Regions from separate parts of the Hordeum vulgare genome. Here region 2 is linked to region 1. The links are chromatin contacts, called in public Hi-C maps. All regions are on one chromosome and are shown on one strand. The core of a region is the stretch at or near the end of the contact, and the rest is flanking DNA. Distances in the headings are between cores, read along the strand shown.

The links. A called contact is a pair of places that touch in the nucleus more often than the background predicts.
Region 2: a contact with region 1 is called in a Hi-C map of seedling, with 5 times the contacts expected there. The contact joins the promoter of LOC123407187 here to the promoter of LOC123412312 in region 1. A contact is called at or near these places in 3 of 6 Hi-C or Micro-C datasets (leaf and seedling).

The regions. Positions count from the first base shown.
Region 1 is chr7H:23,735,971-23,742,720 of MorexV3_pseudomolecules_assembly, forward strand. It overlaps LOC123412312 (AT-hook motif nuclear-localized protein 18-like), which reads left to right and starts at 2,380. Exons shown (of 1, transcript XM_045105266.1): 1 at 2,380-3,996. The coding sequence starts at 2,462. The coding sequence ends at 3,511.
Region 2 is chr7H:23,903,318-23,910,209 of MorexV3_pseudomolecules_assembly, forward strand. It overlaps LOC123407187 (kinesin-like protein KIN-UB), which reads right to left and starts at 4,112. Exons shown (of 19, transcript XM_045100265.1): 1 at 3,717-4,112; 2 at 2,566-2,666; 3 at 2,358-2,480; 4 at 1,750-1,935; 5 at 1,416-1,637; 6 at 1,155-1,320; 7 at 863-1,012; 8 at 610-698; 9 at 245-448; 10 at 1-14. The coding sequence starts at 3,909.

The DNA.
Region 1 (6,750 bases), core at 1,130-3,629:
TTTTTACATGATACAAGTTAAGGGCCCCTTTGATTGAAAGGATTCTCATAGGGATTTTGGAGAATTTGAATCCCGAGGAATGTTTCCTATGTTAGCTATTTTATTCATAGGACTGAATTATATAGGAATATTTCCTAAGAATTTCTTTGTACTACATTTCATAGGAATTTTAGCATCCACTCAAACCTTTTTAAAAGAATCCTCTGTTTTTCTAAGGTGCAATGAACCAAACCATAATCATGTAGGATTGAAATGAGCATGGCAGACTGACCCTATGTTTTTCATATTCACTTGATTTTAGAGTCATGCGGGCCCTAAGTTTGAAAAGTATTGTCCTTAGGCAAATTAGAGAAGTTTGATAGCACACACTCTAAGGCATCATCTATGACAAATGTTGTACCTATCATGTTTGTACCCAGTGGCGGAGCCAGCTCAAATTTATAGCCTGGGCAAGATATACATGATGCCAAGTTAATTAGATTTTGCCCAAAAAACTATGAAGTAAACCATGTTTCACTACTAGAGCTCCATTCACATGCCCCATGGGAGCCCGGGCAGCAGCCCCGGCTCGCCGGGTGCTGTCTCCGCCACTGTTTGTACCATGATATGTATACCTATGTTTATGAGACTACATGTCATATAGAGCATAGCCTACATGATACGTTCACAAAAGTTCGGTCTATAGTATCATCAATGAAGTTCAAAAATTTCTTCCAGCAAACTCCCCAAACAACACTTCTCCTCAATGTTTGCGCCGGCAGTTTCACCATATCAAATTGTGTGAACCAACCCATTTATCCCGGGCTCGTAGGGTCGTGTGCATTAATCGATGCCAAGGTAAGGGCGCAGAAACCGGCGGCGTTTCCTCCTTTTCAGAAAGAAAATATGCGGGATTCCTGATAACGCTTGAGCTAGTCAACTTTCTTCTTATCATAAAAACATTCCACTTCCCTCTTGTATATGGAGTGCTATGTTTGGCATTACGATGCAATGTGGAAGAACCTTGTGACAGACACATTCGGTCACACGGTTTTGTGCAAAAAAGTTAAGTAATTCATGATTAAAAAGAATTGAATGTGCGTAGTCAAACGGGGTGGTCGAGAAAAATGATCACAATTTCGGTGTTGCTTTAGAGGAAAGTTTGTAAAAAAACTTTTCAAAAAATAAATGAATTTTGGTCTGAATTTAGTCTAAGATTTTAGGCCACTGATAACTCAGTATGATTTTAACACGACATAGCGTCAATGATATTATTTTTTTCTTATGTAGCCCCGTCTATATCCCGCATTTGAATGACAAAGGCCAATGCAATCAATTTTTCTTGCCAGAAAAGCTTTACAGTTCTGTTAAGTGTATCTTATGATCTGCTTAGCATTGTTATGCACACGAATGCCAAAAACATTTATGCAGACCAATGCGGAAAACATTTATACTGGCCCAATCACTGAAATGAATGGTCATGGTCAAGTCCCCTAGAGGGCGAGCAAGCGGAGCACAACTATTTTGGTTTAATTTGCCCCCTTACAGAAACTAATATTCTCAACCCCGTAGAAATAACCCAAATAGTCAAGTCCCCGTGGCGACGGCCGAGCGTATCACAACAATTGAATAAATATTTCATACCAATAATAATAACGAAAACGAACTACATTTTGAACTATCGCCCTCTATATATTGCATTTAAACGATAGGGTCCAAGACCCCGTCAACTTATATTTCTTAAAAATGAATCTAGCACCCCCCCCCCCCTCATGTGTGCTCCGCTTAAACAGGGTTTTAGTTATTCACTGACAGGAATATCGTAAGCCAAGCCGAAATAATCAAAGGTTTTTCTTTAATTTTGGAATTGTTTGATGAAACTTTTCTCATGACAGATGACTTTGTCAAACAAAATCTTTGAAAATGTACGTGGGTTGAATTTGAGAGGCTGTTATCTTATCTGCGTCGCGGATTTGATATATCTCCACCGAAAACTGGGGGTAGGAAAACGATTCAAACCCCGGGCGGGCGAGCGGGCGGCGAGGCGATGAGGTATGGGTATAGCTCCACCGGCCCGCACGGTCAACACCGCGCTTGCCCGCAGCCTGCAGCGAGACATGCATGTCAGGGGGGCCGGCGACGTGGCCAGCACCAGCCGCGGCACTGATCTCATCTCCATATCTGACCGCCCGACGCGATCGCCATCAGGAGACGGCGACCCCAGGGCCGGAGCTCCTCCCGTGGGCCCCACCCCACCACCACCCTCGCCCTTCCTGTGGGCCCGGCGCCCCACCCCAATCTACGCGCTTGTCTTAACCCCCCCTCCCCCCCTACCCTCCTCCGAGCACCGCACCAAACGCAAAACCCGGCCTTTGAGCTTTGACCACCTCCTCTCCTCCCTAGCTCCGTCCCCGCTCCACCGTCGTCGTCGTCGTCGTCACCGCGTCGCGTCTTGCTTGCGAGGGGAGCGAGGATTTGGTCGATGGATCCGGTGGCCGCGGCGGCGCACGGCGGGGGGCACCACTTCGGGCCGCCCGTGGGGTCGTTCCACCCGTTCCACGGCCACTTCCCGGGGCAGCAACCGCAGCAGCAGCAGCAGCAGCAGCAGCAGCACCCGGCGTTCCAGCATTTCCAGGACCACCACCACCAGCTGCTTGGCGGGATGCTGGCCAAGCAGGAGCTCGTCGACGAGAGCAACACCACCATCAACAGCGGCGGCAGCAACAACGGCAACAGCGGCGGCGAGGGCGAGCAGCACATGGGTGGTGGTGGAGGAGGAGGAGGGTCCATGCAGCAGCACGCGGGCGGCGGAGGAGGAGGGGAGGAGGGGCAGCTTCAACAGCAGCAGCAGGCACTGGCGGTGATGCGGCGGCCCCGGGGCCGGCCCGCGGGGTCCAAGAACAAGCCCAAGCCGCCCGTCATCATCACGCGGGACAGCGCCAGCGCGCTGCGGGCGCACGTCCTCGAGGTCGCCGCCGGATGCGACGTCGTCGACTGCGTGGCCGCCTTCGCGCGCCGCCGCCAGGTCGGCGTCTGCGTGCTCAGCGGCACGGGCGCCGTCGCCAACGTCTCCGTCCGCCAGCCCGGCGGCGCCGTCGCCACCCTCGCCGGCTGCTTCGACATCCTCTCGCTCTCCGGCTCCTTCCTGCCCCCGCCGGCGCCTCCGTCGGCCACGGGGCTCACCGTCTACGTCTCCGGCGGCCAGGGCCAGGTCGTGGGCGGCTCGGTCGCCGGCGCGCTCGTGGCCTCCGGCCCCGTGGTCATCATGGCCGCCTCCTTCGGCAACGCCTCCTACGAGCGCCTCCCCCTCGACGACGAAGAGCCATCCGCAGCGCAAGGCCTCGCGCAGGCGCACTCCTCCCCTCCGGCGCTCCCATTGCCGACACACCACCAGCAGCAGCAGCCGTCCTCCCTGGCGCAGACGCCAGACCACCACCTCCCCCACAACCTGCTGAACGGCCTCCAGCTCCCCGGCGACGCCTACGGCTGGACCACCCCCGGCGGCACCGGCGGCCGCGTCTCGCCCTACTGATCATCAACCGATCCATCAACGCGCATGGAGGGACGGAACAGAAGCTAAGAGCTCATCCATTACCAACTCCTACCTCCTCTGCTAATTATGCTCCTCATCAATCAATCACTCAATCAATCAACCGATCGATCTCGATGGTGCTGTTGTTAGTTGTTACAGACTGCTTGCAAAGTAGCAAGAGCATCCATGGACCATGGTGAAACAAACTAGAGTTTCTTATGTAGTGTGTTAATGTTAAATTCTATGTTTTTACCTTCCACCCCTTTTTACCAAATCAAGCAACGCATGCTACACCACCACCATGTAGGAACAATGGAGAGGAAGGGCTTAGTGGTAACTACAATCAAGTAGTAGAAGCTTTCTTTGGTTCATATCTTAATTAATCCACCTGTCTCTATCTTTGTCCTGATGCTACATGCATGACTAGCTAGCTTTGAACAAACCTGCGTATTTTATGGAGGATGATGGGTGACTCCCTTGTTGTTTCTCTTGGGCCAGTTCGATCGATCATATTTTTTATATGCTTGTGCATTCATACATACATAGACACACAGATCGATCGATGACTTGGTTACAGAGACAGATGGTATCAGTCACACGAACAACCTCACCAGTTCTTCTAGTATGTTGTTTTCCCATTTTGGTTGCTTGTTTGCTGGCTGGAACAGCGCTGCACAACCTCTAGCAACAAGCCCAACCACTACACCAGTACACCACACACATATGACAGACGCACAACCTTGCTATATTTTATGTCTCGGACCGGACATATATATGCTCACAGGTGTCTCCGTGTGCTATATTCTCTTTGAGACACGCACATACCTGGCTATAGGTGATAAGAGAACCAGCAACCACTGAATACCTCAAAAATGCTTCTCGAATGGTCCAATTCCTAGAACCCTGTCTGTCCATAATGTTTTGGACAATGGTGTGAGTCAGACATTCACAAAAGGATTGATGTTGTTATCTAAAGAAAATGTAGGAATTAGCTATATGCTTGACATATACACATATGCACAATGGTATCTTCAATAATGTTCTCATCAAACATATACTACAATATATAATTTTCCTACATTTTAAGTTTAGTACAATATATGTCATGTCAAACTGCGTTCCGGATGTCGTTCCGAGGATTCTGGTTACTTTGAAGAAATGTTTCTAGCTAAATATGGGTTTCATCAAATCAATGCCATTCGGACATACAGAAATTTCAGGAAACTGTTAAAGTGCCCGCCTAAAATACATATATTCACGAACATGTACATTGACAGGTTGAGCCCCCTGGTATATTTTTAGAAGCTATTGGTCAACCCTGGTGGTGCCAATTTCATCGAAAATGGCACCTTATAAGGAAGTAGGGAATGTGAGTTAGTGGCACAAGTGCGGAAAAAGTTCATAGTTTTTGAAATAGTGAGAGGGGTTGTGAAAATCAGACTACAAGCTAGTCACATCATCTAGCGTTGTGAGGAGCTCCCTCCGTTCCGTATTAGTTGTCGTTGATTTAGTATAAACTTGTACTCCCTCCATTCCTAAATATAAGCTTTTCTAGTGATTTTACTACGGATTACATACGCAGCAAAATGAGTGAATCTACTCTCTAAAGCATGTCTATATACATCTGTATGTAGTTCGTAATGGAATCTCTAAAAAATACTTAGATTTAGGAATGGAGGGAGTACTAAATCAACGACAATTAATATGGAATAGAGGAAGTACTTACGGAACCAATGTATTTGCACAATTATACATGGCTAATATATTGTTTTTGCCTGAGAAAATGCATTGAATTATTCCTTGAAATTTGAGATGGATAATATATCACGCCAGCACATTTAGATAAGAATACCATAGATCCTTTGCACATGAAATCCTTTGCATGTGACCTACACACAATTCTATTTTATCCTATTTTTTTCACAATGTGCATATGAAAACAAATCCACCCAAAAAACTAAAAAAATAATATATTTAAGTTATTGGGTCAAGTAAATGATTTTTTGTCAGGAATTGTTTTGACTTAAAACTTGTTGCAAACTAAAATTTTATTTATTTCACCAATATTGTAATAAATAAAATCACTTTCTTACTCCCTTCTTGAAAAACCGCCAATGTAAAACAAAAATTGCTTGTGCATACTAGTTCACCCCCATCAACTTACATGTATGATTTCCATAAGCTTCTTGACACCTAGACATAATTTTCCTCTCCCAAAATCGAGCACAATACACTTAGCTGAAATATGTTAGACGAAAATTGCACCAAGCCAATAGTTTGAGGGAGAAACATTAAGCTGTCATGATATACATAATGGCATATGTTGATGTTATTAAGGATTTCACTATATATAGCTCTTTGGATTGTAGAATTTTTGTATGATACGGAGGATTGTAGAAATTTGAAAACATAGGAACATGAAAATCATATTGCGGATTCCAACATGATCGTAAAACACATGAACTCAATAATTATGCCGATAGTGCAGAGGAAAAAAACTTGTGAACTTTAGGGGATGAGGAGATACAACTGAGAAAGGAAGAGTGAATTGCACTGGAATTCTCAATGAAAAAATATACTCCCTCCTTACCAAAATCTTAGGCACCTAAGATTTTTCATAAAATCCCAAAATCTATGGCCTGTTAGCACTCAACTCCTGATATTCTCTCTTGTACGGTCAATGTAAGCTTACCATTGCTAATCTTGGATCAGCCAATAATGTTTGTTAAAGGATATCATGGAGGAAACTTTCGGTAACAATGGCGCAATAATTTAGGATTAGACTTGGATAGATTTCCATGCCAAAAGTTTTACACACCCTACATAATGGGAACGAGGGAGTAATATGGTTTGAGCTCATCTTGAGGTCGGAGAGCATAGGAATGGATTCCATAGAAATTTGGTAACCCCAATCCTATGATCCAAAGGACATCCATAGGGGAAAAAAAATCATAATTAGGATTCAAATACTCCAAAAAAAAATTAAATTCCTCATGAAGATTTTTGTTGGAGTAAATTGAATGAGATGTAAAGAAAAACGTGAACACATACAAACTCACCTCCACGTCATTCTATGAGACTCGGGCTGCAAACCATGTCCACCACAAGAGGCCCCTCCTATAGATGCACTTCTCGTGCTTGGAAGGTCTACCATCAAGCGGGTGATGGAACGGCTCTGCCATTGTTGTGTATTTGTTGTACTTCGCTTGTGGACCATTTGGCTATATTGTCTTGTAAAA
Region 2 (6,892 bases), core at 2,862-5,361, 170 kb after region 1:
TTCATTTTCTCATTCTGCAATCAGAAACCACACAAAACAGAAGTTAGTTTATGGTGGAGACCTAGAACCAAGCTTATCTGTGGAATTTAGGAAATTAAGACTACTGATGTCCCAGATCTTATATTTATTCTCTAACTAAAGGTAAAAGCATATAAGAAGCACGGTCAAATTCCTAGAAATAGTGCCTTCATGGAGTTCAACGCACACAAAACAGAAGTAAAAGAACATTATGATGGAAGCAAACCTCTAAAGAAATTTTGCATTCCTTTTCAGCCTCAGCAACACGGTATTGCGCTTCTGCTGTTATTCGTTCAATTTCATCATCAAAATATTTACGTTGCCTTTCATTTTCTGCGATTAACTTGTCCAATTCAATATCAAGTCTCCTACACAAACTTTTGTAGTCAAATTCTTCCTTTAATTTCACCATGTTCTGAACCTTCATTGCCTAGAATGAAACATGAAAGTAAATGTTATTCCACAAACGAAGCAAATCAGAAACAAAGCAAATCAGAATAGTTTCCCTACACTTCCATGGAATCATGAGATGGCCAGTTGGTCAAGATAAGAGAATAAAACCATTAAATACATCTTAGTGCGAGGTCATACTCTTTGTCCAAACATTATTGTACTCGTAGTCTCCCCCCTATGTCTTGGAGACGGACCAATCGTCACAACCAATGATGTTCTTGCAGTGCCTATGAAATCCAACAACAGAAGCACATCTGTGAGAACAAATTACTGCGATAGCCTACAGGCAACAAGGCGCACAAAGGCAAGCCTTCCTAGCTTTGCAAAAAGATGGCTGATGACCTAGCTATGTCAAATCATTTTCGCTTTTGACCAAACCAAGGGAATTTACCTCCAAATGAATCTTTAAGCAACCTAGTAAGCTTGGAATCACGAACAGGAACATGTGCGCTACTTTCAGCAAGTGCATTGATGCATTTTCCTAGTGAACTTAGGGACAAGTTAATAGACTTCGCCTCTTCTAATGTATGACCCTCGCTTCCTGCACAACATCAATTTTCAGCTCTACAGGGTTGCAGTTTACAGTAAAAACAATTATCTCAAGACGAAGATATAAAACTGTAGGAGGGCATGACATTTTTAAGAAAAAATGTGCCAAATTTTATCGATGAGAATGCACTTACCAGATTTGTCTATTCGCTCCGATCCTGCCAGGTCTACAACTACAAGCTTGCTTTTCCTGACAATAGGTGGTCGTAGAGAGTCCATCATTGAAGATGAATGCCCATTTTCAGCAGACATACTAACATTCATTTCACTTCTACCTTTTACAGCCCTTCTGACATTTACCTTCACCAAAGATAATCACAGAAGGTCAAAAAAATAACCACAGTAGTCGTAATCATGTGCTAATAGGCAGCAAGATCAAAGAACATAAAGATTACCATGAGAATTGCATGACTACGAGATGACTCTGTATTTAACTTTGTGTTTGCAGCAACACGATGAGCTTCACCAATCCTTAAAAGGTCCATAAAACTCTTCTGGTCTCTAACTTCAACTACAGTGGCCCCAGGCAACGAAACATCCCCTGTTCTTGGGTCTTCTACAATGGCTATGTTATCATTTACAGGATCAAGGAGATCTTGTATCATTTCCATATACAACTGCATCGACAACCCAATACAGAGTTAGGTCAGAGAACTGTATAAAGTTAGAGTGCACAAATTCAAAACGAAGGCACAAGATAAAATCACACAGAAGCCAAGCATCACAAACCTGTAGATAAGATAGTGATACTGTATCAGTCTCAGGGGTTATATCAGCAAGAATATCCTCCATTGCACGGACCATGATTCCCCGTGCAGCAGTATCTTCATCACCAAGCCTCCCAAGCGTAAAAGTCTTGCCGGTACCAGTCTGCCCATATGCCATAACTGTACCATTATATCCCTCCAAAACGCTCTGCAGAACGAGGACATCGTTGACATTGGTAAGAAAGTAACACATAGCAGGAGTATTGGACTATTGGTAAAAATAAACAAATGGCAGGAGTAAAACTGAAGGCTATGGCACTATTAGAAAGTTCCAAGAGTTCAACTCCAGGTTTCGTCTATCATGTCAGCTAATTGGTTAAAGTTTCGGATTTCATTACATGTCAACACCCATGCCAAAAGTCATTTGAAGTTCTGCTAAATATCTATCCACAAAAATATAAGGTTAAGAGCAACAAGCTTGCAACATGCAAACGTATGTTGTTTCTTAGAGGTTTCACTAAGAGCACAAGCTACTGTGATTACTGATGTAACATAGAGTCATGGAAACGAGAAAGGATGAACAGGTTTTACTCCAAAGGTTAAAATGATAAAGGTTAGAAGTTCACATACCTCCACAACTGGTTTAGCAACAACTTCATACACTCTCTTTTGCGAAGAAAACTCTGTAAGCACTTCATCGAATTCAAATGTGTCGGACTCCCAATTGTTTTTACGAAGCTTTAGTCTTTTGAGCTACACATCAAACGTTCATCCAGTGAGTACATAGGAAACTTGAAAGAATCTTGTTTCGCGCAGTATGCTAAACAGGAGATCAAACCTCTGGCTGGAGTTCAACACAGTCGGCAAAATCAGCATCCGCCGCCTGCTCTTCTGCGTTCCGAGGCCTTAGCCGTACAGCAACTCTAACTCTGCTTGAAACTGCAGGAAAATGGGGGAGGCAAAACTCATTTGATTAAAGAAACGCGGACGCTCCAGGTCAAATCAAAATCACCACGCACGCATGCAAATTTGCTTACGGATTCGGAATGACCATGTCAACCAAATTTAAAGCATAGCGTGCGATAAAAAATCTAGCAAAAGAAGCATTGATTTATTTCATCTCTGATAGGAAAATTGTGTCCTCCATTTCACAAAGTGATCTCTCTCGCTCTGCAATCACAGGGCACTTCCCGGACATGGTAAGCCAATTGCCTACTTTGAATGCGGACCACAATTCAGTAAGAGAAGAACAGGGGAACATTCAAGAAAATTATGGATGCACATCTACCAAGCCGTGCTCTTCAGTACCATTCGCAGTTACTGTAAACTGTACAAAATAAATTTCGAAGGGTAGGTGGCGCCGTGGTGGCTGGGCGCAGGGCCGTCGTGAGTGGTGCACGAGGCAGCTGGATGACGAACAGCAATGGTCCAAGCACAACTAAGGCTGCATCAGCAATGTCCTCCCGTCGAGGAAACAGCGTTTTCTATTTTGTAATGTGAAAAGAAACGAAAAGAAAAACGACCAGCACGGCATCCGCCATTGATTTAGCAGGAGGAATGGTGCGATCCAAGGATACTGTGACCCATTCACCAAGCGCATCTCAACCATTTTATTCTTCTCTCTACAGCTTCCAGGCGGCGGTGCAGAGGTGGCTGGGGAGCCACGTCACACGGCCGTCATTCAGGCGAGCTCGCGGGCGGCGGCGGCGCCGAAGGAGCAGAGCCTACACGGCCGTCCAAAATCCAAATCCGAAGAGGTTCCCCCCGAAGCGATCGCACCATCCAACAGAGACACGGTCGCCCGCGCCGGCGATTCGGAATCCGGAGGCCAAAGCGGGCAGGCCGGATCGCGGAGGGCCGGCGGAATGCGGCGGATCGGACCGGACCGGACCGCAAACCCCCCAAAAACAAACCTCCCGTGGATAACGATGACAGCAAATCCAAATCCGGATCCCGTTGAAGCGATGCGAGCGGAGCGGGGGCACCAACCTCCGGATTCGGACGAGTTGCGGCCCCCCGCGGCGGGGAGCGGGCCGGAGCTGGTGCGGCGGTACGCGCCGGAGGCAGCGGAGAGGCGGGGCTTCCCGGCGGGGGCCTTGGGCGTGGCGGTGGAGCTCTGCTGCCTGTCCATCTTCGCGGCCGTCCTGGACCCCAGCCCGCCGTTCCTGGCGCCGCTCGCCATTATAGGCAGCGGCGGCGGCGTCCGTGACAGAGATCACGGGGAGGCGGTGAGCCGCGAGGGAGGGGAGGGGGGGAGCACGGGGACGGAGGCCGGAGAATAAATGCGGTGAGGGGCGCGGGGCCCGCCGGGGGGAGGGGGGTGGAGGGCCGGCGAGGAGGAGGGAGGGTGGAGGCTGGCTGCTAGTGCTGCTGCTGCTGTGCTGCTGCTGATGGGTTGGTGGGCGGGGCGGAGCCGAGCCGAGCCGAGCCGCTGCACAATAGGGAGCTCTGCTGGGCCGCGTGGGCCGTATCTCTGGCTCTTCATGCGGCTGGTGTGGGCCCGCCGGCAGTCTGCTTTTTCCGGCGGGCGGGCCATGGGAAACCGCCGGTCCCACCGGGCAGCTTGTTGACGACGCGTGCGGCCGTGTGGAGCGTTTGAATCCGGCTGCCTCGCTCTCCTTTTTTACACTTGTGGTGGTCGATCAGTTTAGCTAATGGTCCATCTCCATAGCCATAGGGGTGGGCTAAAGGTGATAGGGGTGGTAAAATTTACTGTTTTTGACTTTTTTACGAAAAGTTAAGCCGAATTTGATCCTGGTTAAAAAAAATGACTCTTTTGCTACCGTCAGACCCTTGACGGTAGGGTATACCAACCTGCCGCCGAGGCCCGTGGAGGTAGGGTTACACGTCCACCATAAAAAGATCTGTAAGTTACGGACACAGTGCGCGCGAGTGTCTACCGCCGGACCCCTTGATGATAGGGCCATTTTTCTACCGTCAGTGGCCTCGGCGTTAGGTTGTTTCACCCTACCGCCGAAAGTTCTGGCGGTGCTAAAAGGGTCGGATCCGGAAAAAAAATATAATCAAAAACAAATCCGGCTTAACTTGTTAATAAAAGGTCAAAAGAGTGAATTTTACGGATAAGGGTTGAAGATATATGCACCTTTTTTCAGAGGACTTTGGCATGGGTCTTGGCAGCAAAAGAAGCACCTCGACTCCCCTCTATCCGTCCTTGCCTTGGCAAACAGCATGATCGATCGCGTCACCGTCAGTGTCACGCTGGCTGCATCCACAGGGTGCATACGTACGTACTGTATGTACGTACCACGGCATCTTAGATCCGGTTGGTTGGCGCCATGTTTCCATCCCCCGATCTCGACATCTTCCGTGCGGCCGGGGAGCTCGCTCGCTCGCAACCAAGCTAGCAAGGGACGGAGACGTCGCCATCTGCATCTGTATGTATGTTCCTTTCAAGTGACGGTGCGGCGCAGGAGCTATCTGACCTTAATTACCGACCGATATGGAGACCGGCCTGTAGACTCACTGTAGGCTGTGGTTGTACCGGACGAAACGCAACACGCGCCTCACCTGACCCCGACGGTGACACTCCAATTGCACCACATACCCAAATACGTAGGTGCGTAATCCCTCTGTCCGGTAATAAGTGTACTTTGTTTAACTTTATTAAAAAAAGGTGCTAGCATTTGTGATATCAAATTAGTATCAATAGATTCATCTTTATATGAAGTTTCTAAATATATCATTTTAATGTCATATACGTTGCTACTATTTTTTATAAAGTTGCTCAAATTCTAAAAAATTTGATTAACTACAAATCTATATATACAGAGGGAGTACGTACGTACACATCTCTCCCTGCGGTCACTGTTCTTGCAGGGGACGTATCGACCTTTTGTGTTTCTGTGCATGCACCATGTCCTCATTGTACCTATCGATGACTGAACCTTATTTCACCTTATATATAGGGAAGAAAAAAAGAAAAGGGTAGGCTTGGCTTGGCTGGCTAGCCAGGTATAGTAATAATATATTCCTTTGTGTCAGTATTTCTTTTTAACCTTTTTCGAAAAGTAATACGTATATATAAGAACGTCTTTCAAGATAGATAACCTTGAAAAACGCTTTTATAATATGAAACGAAGGGAGTAGTTGGGGCAGTATTTCTTTGCTTGGATTGCAGATTAAGGTTCGGTGGAGATTTACCCATCGGTGGGTAGGCACAACCGATCACACCCATGCAAGCAGCAGCTGGGTTCGTTTTCACCCACTCGGCCAAGACAAGATGTGCCCGCGGACGTTGATGAACACAACAGCACAACATCCACACAACCCTGATGCCCGCGGAGCTACAGGGTATGCCAGGTATGCCCCGGCATACCCTGAAATTACTGCAAGTTTATAGTATATATACATGTATTTATATAACAAAAAAAAACACTTGGATCAAGCCCATGTGGCCACAGGCCACGCCCACGCGGCCCATGCTAGCGATTGGAGAGGGGAGCCGAGTCCGACGCCAATTGGATCGAGGGCTCGAGGCACCACCGAGCCGCCGAGGCGCCGACGGTTCATCAGCAGCGTGCGCCTCATCATCTCATCCTCGTGCAACGCCGACGGTTTGAAAGTGACGCCCACACGGTCGCCACGGCCTCCTCCTCCTGACGGAGTGTTGCAGCATTAGGGTCCGCCTGGCCCGTCTGAATCGTCTGATTGATCAGCCAGCCGCCTGGCTCGCGCCGTTGGTCACTTCGACGATCTTGGCGTTCAATAATCAGTACACACAGGACTATTGGCCGCCTTCTGCGCTTGATTGTGGATTGATCGTTGTTGCTGCAATACATATTACAGGTTCTCAGCCACACGGTCGCAGGACTATTGATCTTGACGCGATCTCGGCGATCTTGGCGTTCAAATAAAGAGGCACAAAGTGTATGATTTGGTTTATGAGCTCCTCAAATTGGTATTGCTTCTACCAATGGCAATAGCAAAATTTGAAAGGGTATTTTCTTCAATGGTTTTAGTGAAAACAAAGTTACGAAGTAAGATGGGAGATAGTCTTTTGGATGATTGTCTAGTCACTTTTATTAAACGGGATATTTTCTTTCAAGTTGATGAAGATGATATTATCAAGACATTTATGTCCCTTCGAAAGCGTCGAATAAAATAGTCACAAAAATAGCATTGTAAGTCTCTAGTTCGCATGCATA